Regions from separate parts of the Rattus norvegicus genome. Here region 2 is linked to region 1. A link is a contact called in public Hi-C data. All regions are on one chromosome and are shown on one strand. Each heading gives the region's core, a stretch centred on a gene start, on an enhancer-like site or on the middle of the called end of the contact. The rest is flanking DNA. Distances are from core to core; before and after follow the strand shown.

Evidence for each region. A called contact is a pair of places that touch in the nucleus more often than the background predicts.
Region 2: a contact with region 1 is called in a Hi-C map of mammary epithelial cells, with 1.7 times the contacts expected there. The contact joins the enhancer-like site here to the promoter of Flywch2 in region 1. A contact is called at or near these places in 2 of 12 Hi-C or Micro-C datasets (Schwann cells and mammary epithelial cells).

The regions. Positions count from the first base shown.
Region 1 is chr10:13,308,904-13,315,458 of GRCr8, reverse strand. Flywch2 (FLYWCH family member 2) reads left to right here and starts at 4,554. Exons shown (of 3, transcript NM_001399599.1): 1 at 4,554-4,611.
Region 2 is chr10:13,500,405-13,506,585 of GRCr8, reverse strand. It overlaps LOC120095045, which reads right to left. Exons shown (of 5, transcript XR_010055535.1): 3 at 3,916-3,974; 4 at 5-3,329. Among named protein-coding and RNA genes, the nearest start is that of Prss30, 12 kb to the left of the region's middle. Within about 2 kb of position 2,830, at least 13 of the 93 cell types and tissues checked have an H3K27ac peak or open chromatin away from gene starts, as enhancers often do.

The DNA.
Region 1 (6,555 bases), core at 3,305-5,804:
AAATGTTTCTTCTTATTTAATGACTATCAAACTTGTATGGTTGGTTTGTTTGTTGTCGTTTGAGACACGGTCTCTCTATGTAGTTTAGGCTATCCTGAAATGGTCTCACAGTGATCCATCTATCTGTCTCTGCTTCCCAGGTGCTGGAAAGGCATGCACTGCTACACCTGGCTAAATTTGTACAGTTTCTATTCAACAGTATTACATGCAAACATACATACATACATGTTGTTGTAAAAATATAAAAATAAAAAAGTAGGGCTAGAGAGATGGCTCAGTGGTTAAGAGCACTGACTGCTCTTCCAGAGGTCCTGAGTTCAAATCCCAGCAACCACATGGTGGCTCACAACCATCTGTAAAGAGATCTGATGCCCTCTTCTGGTGTGTCTGAAGACAGCTACAGTGTACTTATATATAATAAATAAATAAATCTTTAAAAAAAAAAAGTAATGGTGGTCTTTTACCCCGCTAGGTCTACACCTCGGCGTCCCAAGATATCTGCTAGACATCTGGGCAGAAACACAGCCCAGCTGCACACTTTCCTACACTCAAACCCTCACATAAAAGAACACACAACACAATAATCTTAGATCCAATTGATAAGATTTAATTGCCCACTTAAACATACAAAGCCCGGTACCATCCATCCCTAGGAACATTAATAACAACCTGTAAATACACAGAGCAGAATCTTAACATCACCTGCCATGACTTCTCACCCTCTCTCTCTCCTCTGTCCTGTCTCTTCTCTAGTCTCCTCCTCTTCCTTCAAACTTCTCTCCCACCCATCCTTCCTTCTCCTCCAATGACAGGCCTCCTTCTATCCTGTACCTGCCCTTCACCTGTACTTTACAAATTCATTAGGGAGGCTCTGGTGAAGTCACCTGATTCCTGACTAGGCAGCTGTCCTTGGGGCAGTGGAATTAGCATCAAAATACAGTAACGTCAGGGCAAACCACAACACATACATACATACATACATACATACATACATACATACATCTGGTAGGAGGAATGATCCAGCCTGTGGTGATTTGAATATGCACAGATCATAGGAGATGCATCCTTGTTGGAATAGGTGTGGCCTTGCTGGAGGGGAAGTGTGAAGCCTTATGCCCGAGCTCTACCCAGTGTGGAACATGCAGTGCTCTCCTGGCTGCAGATCTTCTGGATCAAGATGCAGAAATCTCAGCTCTTCTCCACGGGCGTTGCTGCCTGCATGCTGCCATGGTCATGCTTCCTGCCGTGATGATGATGATGGACTGAACCTCTGACCTGTAAGCCAACCCCAATTAAATGTTGTCCCTTGGTCATGGTGTCTCTTCACAGCAATAAAACCCTAACTAAGACACAGCCTGAACTTGTTTTAGGAGCATGTGTGTATTGGTTAATTTTCTATTGCTGTGATAAAACACCAGGACCAAGATAGCTTGTAGAAGAAAGTTGGTCTGGGTTTAAATTTCCAGAAGATTCCTGCTGCAGGAAATCATGGCAGCAGGTATAGCGCCAGGAACAGAAAGCTGAGAGCTCACCTCTCAACCATGAGCACCACAGAGAGGCTGCTGCTGGAATTTCCAACCCCAATAAGTCCATATAGAAACCACACAATCCAGTTCTTATAATTATAAACTATAAGCCTAGATTGGTCAGATCTAGCACTATACTAACTTGTCACCAGCTATGAGACCCCTTGCTACTTGCACTTTCTCCTGGCCATGGGATTCTGCTCCATCATAGCTTCCTCTTCCTTCTCCTCTTCTCTTCTTCCTCCTCTTCTTCAGTCCTCTTTCCTTCCCCTCTCTTGTCGTCTTCTCCCTCTCTACCTGCTCTCACTCTCAAACCTCCAGTCCCACCTTTCCCCTCCACTGGCCAATCACAGGCTCTAGCATTTATTGACCAGTTAAAACGGGGAGAAGGTTCACATGAGATTGCCTGATCATGAGTGTGTGATCGATTGCTTATGGGACAACCTCTTTTGAGGAAGCAGAATTAACATAAAAATATAAACAACACCAAGACAACCCACAGCTAGAGACCGCATTGTCGTCTTTTTTTTTTTTTTTAAAGATTTATTCATGGGGTTGGGGATTTAGCTCAGTGGTAGAGCGCTTACCTAGCATGAGCAAGGCCCTGGGTTCGGTCCTCAGCTCCGAAAAAAAAAAAAGATTTATTCATTTATTATATATAAGTCCACTGTAACTGTCTTCAGATACACCAGACAAAGGCATCAAATCTCTTTACAGATGGTTGTGAGCCACCATGTGGTTGCTGGGAATTGAACTCAGGACCTCTGGAAGAGCAGACAGTGCTCTTAACCACTGAGCCATCTCTCCAGCCCAAGTCTTTAAACTCTCAAAGCCTGCTGCATGTGACATACCTTCTCCACTATGGCCACACTTTCTAACTCTCCCCAAACAGCACCAGCAATTAGGAACCAAGTGTTCCAATACAGGAGCTCATGGAGGACATTCTCATAGAACCCATGACGAAGTGTAACAAGCCAAAGTGTATCTCTCAAGTGAACATTTAGGAAAAATCCTCTATTCGCATCTTAGACCTATCTGTAAATGGGCATGCATATGTTTAAAATCAGTTGCACGATGAGCAGAAGCTACCAATCAAAATAGAGGAGTACCCAAAGTACAAATCTGGTAACTACTGAACCCCACAAAAGAAAGCTCCACTAACAGGACCTGCAGTCAGAATTTACAGTGCATCTGAGCCGTTCTTCGCTTTGAATAAGATCTCCTTGGTACCTTTGCACATGTGTCTTCATGTCGATTCCCTGAAAAAAGAACCAAGAACCTGGATACATCTAGCCCAGACCCTAGCTAGCCACTGGTAAAAATTGGGATGCTGAGGCAGGAGGGCTGTTGTGAGTTCAAGAGCTACATAGTGAGAGACTATTGAAAAAATATAAAATGTACATAAATATTTTTTCCTCTAATAGCTTCCTATGTAGTCAAGACTGGCTTTGAACTCTCAGTCCTGCTATCTCTGAGAGTACGGTCATATGCTACTGTGTGTGTTTGTGTTAATTAATTTTTTAAAAGATTTATTTATTATATATAAGTACACTGTAGCTGTCTTCAGACACACCAGAAGAGGGCATCAGATCTCACTACAGATGGTTGTGAGCCACCATGTGATTGCTAGGAATTGAACTCCGGACCTCTGGAAGAGCAGTCAGTGCTCTTAACCACTGAGCCATCTCCCCAGCCCTAATTTTTTTTTAAATACAAGATCTTTATTGGTTTCATGTTTTGAAAATAGCTTCCACAATTTTTATTTAATATTTATTTACACTTGCGTTTGGGTGTTTTGCTTGGATGTACGGAGGCCAGAAGGGGGCGTCAGATGCCCTGGAACTGGAGTTATGTTCCAGGGGCTCTGGATCATTGTGAGCAGCCATATTGGTGCTGGAAGAGCAGCCAGTGCTCTTAATCCATGAGCCATCTCTCTAGCCCTTGATTATGTTTATGTGTGGTCATGGGTTTGTGGGTCATTTCTCTCCTTCCACCTTTATGTGGGTCCTAGGGATTAAACGTGGGTGAGCCAGGTTTGGCAGCAAGTGCTGTAGAGACTGGTTGAGCCCAGCTATCTAAAAGGGAGCCCCCCTCATTGGACCCTTTGTTTTGTTCTTTTGAGAGAGAGGCGTGACATCAGTGATTTATATATGAAGATTATATATAATATACAATTTTAACATATATATAATATATTATTATGACATAATTTTAGAAACAATCAAGACTATGATAGATTGCAAATGATGTAATTCATGAAGGCCCAGGAAATGACGTTGACTCGGGAGAAAGGATAGAGCCATGGAGGTAAGGGAACCAGAAAAGAGGGTGGGACCCAAGGAACTGCGGAGCCAGGACCATGTGGGAGTAAAGGGGGGGATAGCCTTACTGCAGGTGGGTGAGGGCCGGCAACCCCAGGATGATAGGATTCGCGAGCACGCCAAATACAGAAAGAAAGCAGCGCCCTGAGCCATCCCGGCTTCCACCTCCACAGTAGAAAGGTGCTGGGACAAAGTCATTGAGCCACGGCTATTTCAGCAGGCAGTGACTACAACAATGGGCGAAGGCTGAACAAATGATGAATGCTTGACCAATGGGCGAGGGCTGGGTTAATGACCAAGGACACTGCGCAGTTAGGGGTATTTGAATAATCCAGTTAGTTTCCATGAAGAACACATTTCCTTTCCCTTGACGGAACAGACAAAAACCTTTAAATTAATATCCCAGGTTCCTCCTCAGGGAGTCAGAGTCAAATACTGGGGGAAGTAAATGGGAAGACGTCAGTAAACCATACCAGGGATCCTAAACCCAGGTTGCTCCATTCCTACCGGCCCCGCCCCCTTCGCGGGTAATGGACCCGCCCCTCACGCCTATTCACCGGGCGTTCTACTCATCCCAGCGAAGGTAATATCCGGATAGGCGGAATTCGACAAAGGAATGGGGCCCCCTCATGGCCATACTGCGCATGCTCGCCCCGTGACCCTAGCTTGAGGTGACGGCGGGAGCCAAGGCGGGGGCCCAAAGCACTGAGGCTGAGGGACCCGCCACGGCTCCGTCGTCCGAGAGGCAGGGCCTGCTGCCGTCGGTGAGGACGGGCCCCCAGCGGGCGGGAGGGTCCTGGCTCGAGAAGCGACTCCCAGACTGGCGGTCCCGGGATCTGGGACCGGTGCTAGGAGGGGTCCCTGGTTCTGTCCCCGACCCCCAGATTCAGACCGCTTTCTTGTCGGCCATCCGCGAGGCTCTTCCTTTCTCCATACTTCGCTTTTATAAACCCACACTACCCCTGGACATCCCCAATCTGGGACACACACCCCCAGTGCGCCCTTACCCCCAGCCTGGTGTGCCCATCCTTATCCCCTGCAGTTTTGTTGCCTATGTCCTGTGGGGGTCCATGTCCCAGTAGCAGAGTTTGACGGCTGGGAGCTGGGGAGATGCTCCAGAGACTGAGACATTGGTAGGAGGGGCGCAAGGAGCGGGGCAAGGGTGGTGGAAAATACCATTCTGAGTCATGGTGATTAGGGAAGGGAGGTACCCTTATTTGGGACCCCCATATCGGGGAAGTTTCACTATGTCCGGCATATTATACAGTTCTTGACCTGAGTGGAGGGTTACTGCCATTTTCTTCTGTGGAAAGTGGGGTGTGCCCCGCACACCCTAGTGTCAGACGGTTCTTTAGGAAGTCCAATTAGAGTTCTCCAGGACTGTGCAGGGCAGTGGGAGCAGCTGTTAGTAACCTGAGTTCAAAGACCTTACCCTTCATCTGATGCTGGCATCTCCTGTGACACAGATCAAACCAGCCCAGAGAGGGTAAGGGGCCTGTCCTTGCAGTGAGAACGCGTTTCATTCTCATCTTTATGAAGGTAGTTCTGTCTCACCCCAGGGTGACAGCTGAAGTTCTAAGCCTGCAGGGCCTCATCAGTTAAGAGTTTGGACTTTTAACTGGTCTGTGGCCGCCGAAACAACAATCACCACCAATCTATGACTTAAAATGACATATTGTCATATGCTTTAGAGGCCTGAAGTCAGATGTGAGTGTTACACAGCAGGGTGAATACAGCAGGCTTTAGAAGAGAAACATTTAATTTGCCTCTTGCAGCTTCTAGAAACCTACTGGCTTGCCCTTCCTCCATCTTCAAAGCCCCTTCTCAAATAACGAACCTTGCCTCTAGCTTTGTCTTTCCTGTTCTTCGGATCACATTTTCACAGTTTTTTCTCTTTCCTTTTTATTTTCATGCGTCTGTGTGCCACACGTGTGAAGGCCAGACAGGGCACTGTGTCCTCTGAGGTGGACAGGTGGTTGTCTGAACTTCCTGATGTGGCCGCTGGGAACCAAACTCATGTTCTCAGGAAGAGAAGGAAGCAGCTGACCACTGAGCCATCCAGCCCCCAACCCTGGGTCCTTTGTGTGCATGTGCCCTGTGGCAGTCAGAGGACCACTTGTAGGAGTTGGCTCTCTCCTACAATGTGGATTCTGGGAGGAAACTCAGGTCTTGAGGCTCGGTAGAAAGCACCATTACCTGCTAAGCCATTTTGATAACCCTTGTTTTGAAGACAGGTTCTTAAAAGTAGGTTTGACTTGAACCCCCAATTCTCCTACCTCTGGGATTATAGGTGTATACCACCACCGAACCAGCTTCTAGCTACTGGGACTGGACATCTCAGGACTCATTTCAGGACTCATTATTCTGCTGCTCACAGACCTAAGATGTGAAGGACTCCTGCTCATTGTCTTGGGTCTGGGTATCCTTAGTCACGACCAAGGTCATGAGAGCTGCTTCACTCTGCAAGGCTGGGCAGTGAATGTGGGCAAGCTCTCAACTGGGCTACACCAGTTCTGGCTTCACTTCTTTTTGCAGGTGTGTGTGTGTGTGTGTGTGTGTGTGTGTGTGTGTGTGTGTGTGTGAAGATGTATAATGTCTCTGTGCACATAAAGGCCAGAAGAGGATATTGAGTACGTGTCTCCCCCATTCCCACCTCCACTTTATTCCCTTGAGACAGAGTGGCTCACTTGAACCTGAAGCTTCCCATT
Region 2 (6,181 bases), core at 1,581-4,080, 190 kb before region 1:
TCACTTGCTGAGACACAGCTCATGCCGACAGCTCCCCGTTTGTGGACTCGAGAAAGCAGCTGAGCATCTCTAGGTCCAGGTGAGGTCACTGTGGTTCGGTGGCCACTGGGCAGAAATTGCCTATTTCTTCTACAGATCTGCACTGTCCTAGAGAGGACACGGTTACAGGTTAGGACAGCTTCGTTCTGCAGAGACAGAATGAGCTAATCCCGTTTACTAAGGTCTGTGAGATTCCTGGTCAGAAGGCTGAAGACTGGGGGTCTTCTATGTTTCCAACAGGGGACTGTGCCGGCAGACAGCTATTTCTTCAACCTGCCTCAGTTCCGGAAGCCGTGTTAGGCTTCCTATATTTTCAGATAATATTGGTCACACTCAGATTTTTAATAGGGTTGGAGACTGATTATAGTCTCATAGCCTACCCAGGCTGTTTAACTTTGAGAATACATATTTAATTAGATCGTTATCAAGTAGTACACAAGCTAGCCAAGGCATAACATGGATTTTAAGACTTTCTTAAGCTGGAATGGATAACTAAATGTTCTGTTTAACTGATAAAATGTTGGACTGGGTGTTAGATACATTTTATACTTTATAAATTACAGAATGGTAATAGTTTTACTAGACAAATAATTGGGAAAAATGTTTTTTTTTAATTAGACAGAAAGGGTGAAGTATGGGTTGATATCCATATGCAGGCGAGGGCTGGTACAAGTTAGGTCAAGGCCATGATTAGACAGTAAAAATGTAAGGTGGGGACTAAGTTTTAGTAAGGGGAGAGAGAAGGGAAAGTGAGAAAATCAAGACGGAGATGGAGAAGGATGACCCAGATCAGGGTGGTCTTAAATGGTCCTACGTAGTTATGTGTATTTCTTTTCTTTTCTTTTCTTTTTTTTTTGGAACTGGGGACTGAACCCGGGGCCTTGCATTTGCTAGACAAGCGCTCTACCACTGAGCTAAATCCCCCACCCCATGTGTATTTCTTAAGGGATGGATTTCTATAGGTCAATTTATCTTATCTAGGTGGGCAGTTTACATCCTTATCAATTGGTTGTGAGTTTATTGTGTGGATGTATTGTGGATTGAGAATTTATCATATAAATCTGATTGATAAATTACAGCTTATCGAGTCCTGATTTCACTGGGTGGTTGGGAATTTTTACCTTAACTACCAGGGGGCGGTTGTAGGGAGTGTGGGCAGAGTCTGAGGCTGGGAGCCATGACAGGCCGGCCCATGCTGGACTTCTAGAGTCCTGATTTTACCAGGTAGCTGGAACCAGAGAGTTTGTGGCTAGCAGAGAGCTGCCAGGGGAGATACTAACCCGAAATAAATTATGGTTAGTTCCATATGGCCCTCCAGTGCTAGAACTAACACTAGAGACCAGTGTGGCAAGACCGCCTGGATCCATGAGTACTTGGGGTCAGCATGGAGCCACTGAGACAAAGACACCCGCCAGTGCCATGAGTCCCAACAGTGTCATTGCTAGTGTGGGGTTAAAGCTTTAGGTATTTTTTTTAAAATATTTACTGCAATACATACATACATACATACATACATACATACATACATACACACATACATACACACACACACATGCACGCACACACATCACACCCAAATCTATTGCTGACTGCCCAGGGCAGAGAGAGAGGACCTGTGGACAAGAGACCTGTCAGTCCTGGACCCTCTGCCCTTTCAGAGGAGAGGCACCCTTGACCCTCTTTGTTATGTCTGGGAGGAAATGTCTATCATTCTGGGTGCTGCGGAATCCTTTGCTCTGTTCCCATGGTCCCCGCTCCTTACATAATTCTTCTCTGTGCCTCCCCCCCTCCTGCATTCTGCTCTACCCCATTTGTTCTTTCAGAATCCAGAACTGAAGTCTGGTGAAATAATTTGCCTTTCAGAGCCCACCTTGTCTCTCATTTTCTCTTGATGTCCAAGGTCAAGTATTTTGCTAATACACTGTCTCCTCATGCCTCAGGGTAACTACTTCTCAGAAGTCAGCAGAGGACAGTGGAGTGGAGCAAATAAAAAAGCCCCAGTTTTGCCATCCAGTTTTGTTTCACGATTTGTTTTCTAAGTAGGATCTGATGTTGCCTGGCCTGGACCTGGCTTACTGTGTAGCTTCTGATGACTGATTCCAGAGCACGCCACTTTCACCTCCAGAGTGCTGAGATCACACGGACGTGCCACTAAACCTGGTTTCAATTCTGCATCCCTGCTTAGCCCATGACAATCGGCAAAGTGTCCTGCAAAAGTCAACCCCTGGGAGGTCTCCAAACGAGAGTCCTCCTTAGATAGCAGCCCCTATCCCTTCTTCAGGTTAACCTGACAGCCAGGTCTAAGAGACGCCCCCACCCCGAACCCCCACACACACCATTCAGGCTAAGTGTGTGTCTCTTCATGCATCTGGGTGAGCCTTCGAAGACCAACCTTCGTTTCCGAGTGGTAGATTCCACCCTCCTCAAAGGACTACTCCACCCCACCCCACTGCCCCAACAACAGCCTCCAGGAAGGAGCAGAAAGCAACCCAGAAAAACAGCACAGTTTTGCAGCCTGGTTTTGAATTTGTGCAAACATGGGTCCCCTTAGTCATCTCTTAGCCTGGCTTCCCTCCCAGGATGGTAGTGCCAAGGTGGGCATTTCTACTTACAATGCCCTCTCACCTGGCTCCCAGTTTATGATAGCAGGCAAGGAGGTGCTGGGGTTGGGATGGGGGTAGATGGGAGCCGAGGTTGTGGCACCCTGGTGGCTGTACCCATCCTTGTCTACACAGGGGCTTGTCAGGCACCTCCTCTGGCTGCACTGTCCATGTGATCTGGGTGGCCTCCCTCAGACACAGATCTGGTGACAAGTTGATTCTTGGACAGGTTTAGCTGAACTTCCCAGTTCCGTGTTACATAAGAGGAGGCAGCTCACGGCCAACACAGACAACCCACAGACGCTCCCTGCAGAGTCAGGCTGGAACAAGGATAAGGAAGTAGTTACAATTTACTCAAATGTTCAGAAGACCCACAAGCTGATTTCGGTCCAAAGGTCAAATTGGGCGACGGTTGGCTGAGATGAGGAACTAAGCCAGGAGCCAACGGGGCTTCCCCAGCGGTAGCCCAGGGCTGAGGGTACCGTAGATCCTCCCGGCACTTGGAATAAGTCGGTGAGCCGTGATTCTCAGGGACACGTGGGCTGTGCCTGTGGCACCGTATGTGGCTGGTTCCAGGCTTGCAAAGCAAAGACCCTCCACGATGTGGATGCTGAGGTCACTGGTGCGATGGTGCAGGAAGCTTCAGAAATGGCCATTCCCTTCAGGATGGTGGGCTGGGCACAGGGTGTGCTAGGAGGGGCGGGATTTGGGTTTCAGTACCGTACCTCGTACCTCGCCACAAAAATCACTTCTGCTGTCTTTACTTCCTCAGCAGTAAAAGAATCAGAATCAATCAACCTCCCCCACAAGGTGTTCAAGACGGTTAAATGAGTAACAGCTGTGTAAGAATTACCACAAGTTGAATGCTGGTCTCCCCGCCCCCTTCATTCAGACATCTCTGTGCTCACTGGTATGCCCACCCCCCTAACTATTTGTACACCCATCAATAGATTCATTCACTCATCCACTCATCCACGCTCTCTTCCTAATATCACCTACTCGCCTGTCAATCCATATGTCTATGCTCCCACTCTTAATCAATCTACCCAGTTATCCACCTTCCCATCTCGTGGTTTGTCCATCCACTTACCTATTCATCCATCTATCCACATACACCTCCACTTACCCACCCACCCACTGATCCCCTCATTCAACAACCACAACCCCCGAATCTGATCATTGCATCCCACCTCGTGCACATCCCCGCTCTCTTCAGCAGGATTCAACCTCCCTGTGCAGCGCCAGGAAGGCAATTCTGCCACCACGGATTTCCTACCCATTGTCCAGACCTCCTCCTTCTCTGTCAGTGTGACTGGCTCAGCAGGGGTTCCTTCACTGGAATACAGATAAACATCACAAAAAGGCCAATGGCAGCATTGGAATAAGGCTTCTTTTCAGGGCTTGTGCTCAAGCATAGGACAGGTAGGTCATGAGATACAGTCTAGGATGCTCTCCCAGGAAGCTATGAATGTCTGTCAAGTGGCTTGTGCTGTTGTTTGTGGCATAGCTTGAAACTTGGCATTAGAACAGTGCACAGCAGGTGAGTCTGCTCCTGCACACAGTCTGTTTGTCTGTCTGTGCTCCTGCTCACAGTCTGTCTGTGCTCCTCCTCACAGTCTGTCTGTGCTCCTCCTCACAGTCTGTCTGTGCTCCTGCTCACAGTCTGTCTGTGCTCCTGCTCACTGTCTGTCTGTGCTCCTCCTCACAGTCTGTCTGTGCTCCTGCTCACAGTCTGTCTGTGCTCCTCCTCACAGTCTGTGCTCCTCCTCACAGTCTGTCTGTGCTCCTCCTCACAGTCTGTCTGTGCTCCTGCTCACAGTCTGTCTGTGCTCCTCCTCACAGTCTGTGCTCCTCCTCACAGTCTGTCTGTGCTCCTGCTCACAGTCTGTCTGTGCTCCTGCTCACAGTCTGTCTGTGCTCCTGCTCACAGTCTGCCTGTGCTCCTGCTCACAGTCTGTCTGTGCTCCTGCTCACAGTCTGTCTGTGCTCCTGCTCACAGTCTGTCTGTGCTCCTGCTCACTGTCTGTCTGTGCTCCTGCTCACAGTCTGTCTGTGCTCCTGCTCACTGTCTGTGCTCCTCCTCACTATCTGTCTGTGCTCCTCCTCACAGTCTGTGCTCCTCCTCATAGTCTGTGCTCCTCCTCACAGTCTGTCTGTGCTCCTGCTCACTGTCTGTCTGTGCTCCTCCTCACAGTCTGTGCTCCTCCTTATAGTCTGTGCTCCTCCTCACAGTCTGTCTGTGCTCCTGCTCACTGTCTGTCTGTGCTCCTGCTCACAGTCTGTCTGTGCTCCTGCTCACAGTCTGTCTGTGCTCCTGCTCACAGTCTGTCTGTGCTCCTGCTCACGATCTGTCTGTGCTCCTGCTCACTGTCTGCTCCTGCACAGTCTGCCTGTCTTGCTGTGGGTGATCTAACATCTTTACTATTGATTGGCATTTGACGGCTGACCAGGAAGCCAGGTGGCAGCCACAGCCACACATTCTGAGCACAAGGATGTAGGAATGCCCCTTTGCAGGCTTTGGAGGAAGCAGGTGGCATGAACAGTGCCAGCTTATGATGCAGAGCCTGCTTCCTCATTAAGGATGGGAAACGTGCTTGGTGAGTCCGGCCTTCTGGTCCCCATCCCAGCCACAAGGGACACAGGTGTGTCAAGTTTCACCAGCGCTATAGCTTGTACTGTGATCCCAGCAGTCAGGAGGCTGAGGCAGGAGGATTGTCTTGTATACAAGGTTGGCCTGGTCTATTAAGGAAGAATCTGACTGAAAACAAAATGGCTGTTAGGTTGACGGCTCAGGCGATGAAGCCCTTGCCTTGCATGCACAAGGACCTGAGATCCAGCCCCAGAAGGCAGGTTTCAAAAAACAACAAAACGAACAAATGAAACCCAGATGTGGTGGCTTGGGCTAAAACTCCCAGCTCTGCAAAGGCAGAGGCAGGAGGAACCTGGCCAGCCTTTAACTGGCAGGTTCCGAGCCAACAAGAAACAGTTCCAAAGAGTAAGACAGTTAGTTCCCAACAACGTCCTCTGGCTACTACATGCCTGCCTGCACACCCACATGAACACACCCACATACACACACAAACACACACATACACACAGACACACACATCCACATGTACACACACATACACACATATACATACATATACACAGGCACATACACATGCACACATGCACACACACATACAAACATGCACACACACATATACACATGCACAGACAGGTAAATGTGCACACACACATACACACACATACACACAGGCACACACATGCACACATGTGCACACACACATACAAACATGCATGAACACACACACAGGCACACATGCATGCACACATGCACACACACATACAAACATGCACACACACATATACACATGCACAGACAGGTAAATGTGCACACACACAAGCACACATGTGCACACACACATACAAACATGCATGCACATACACACACATACACACAGGCACACATGCATGCACACATGCACACACACACATACAAACATGCACACCCACATATACACACGCACAGACAGGTA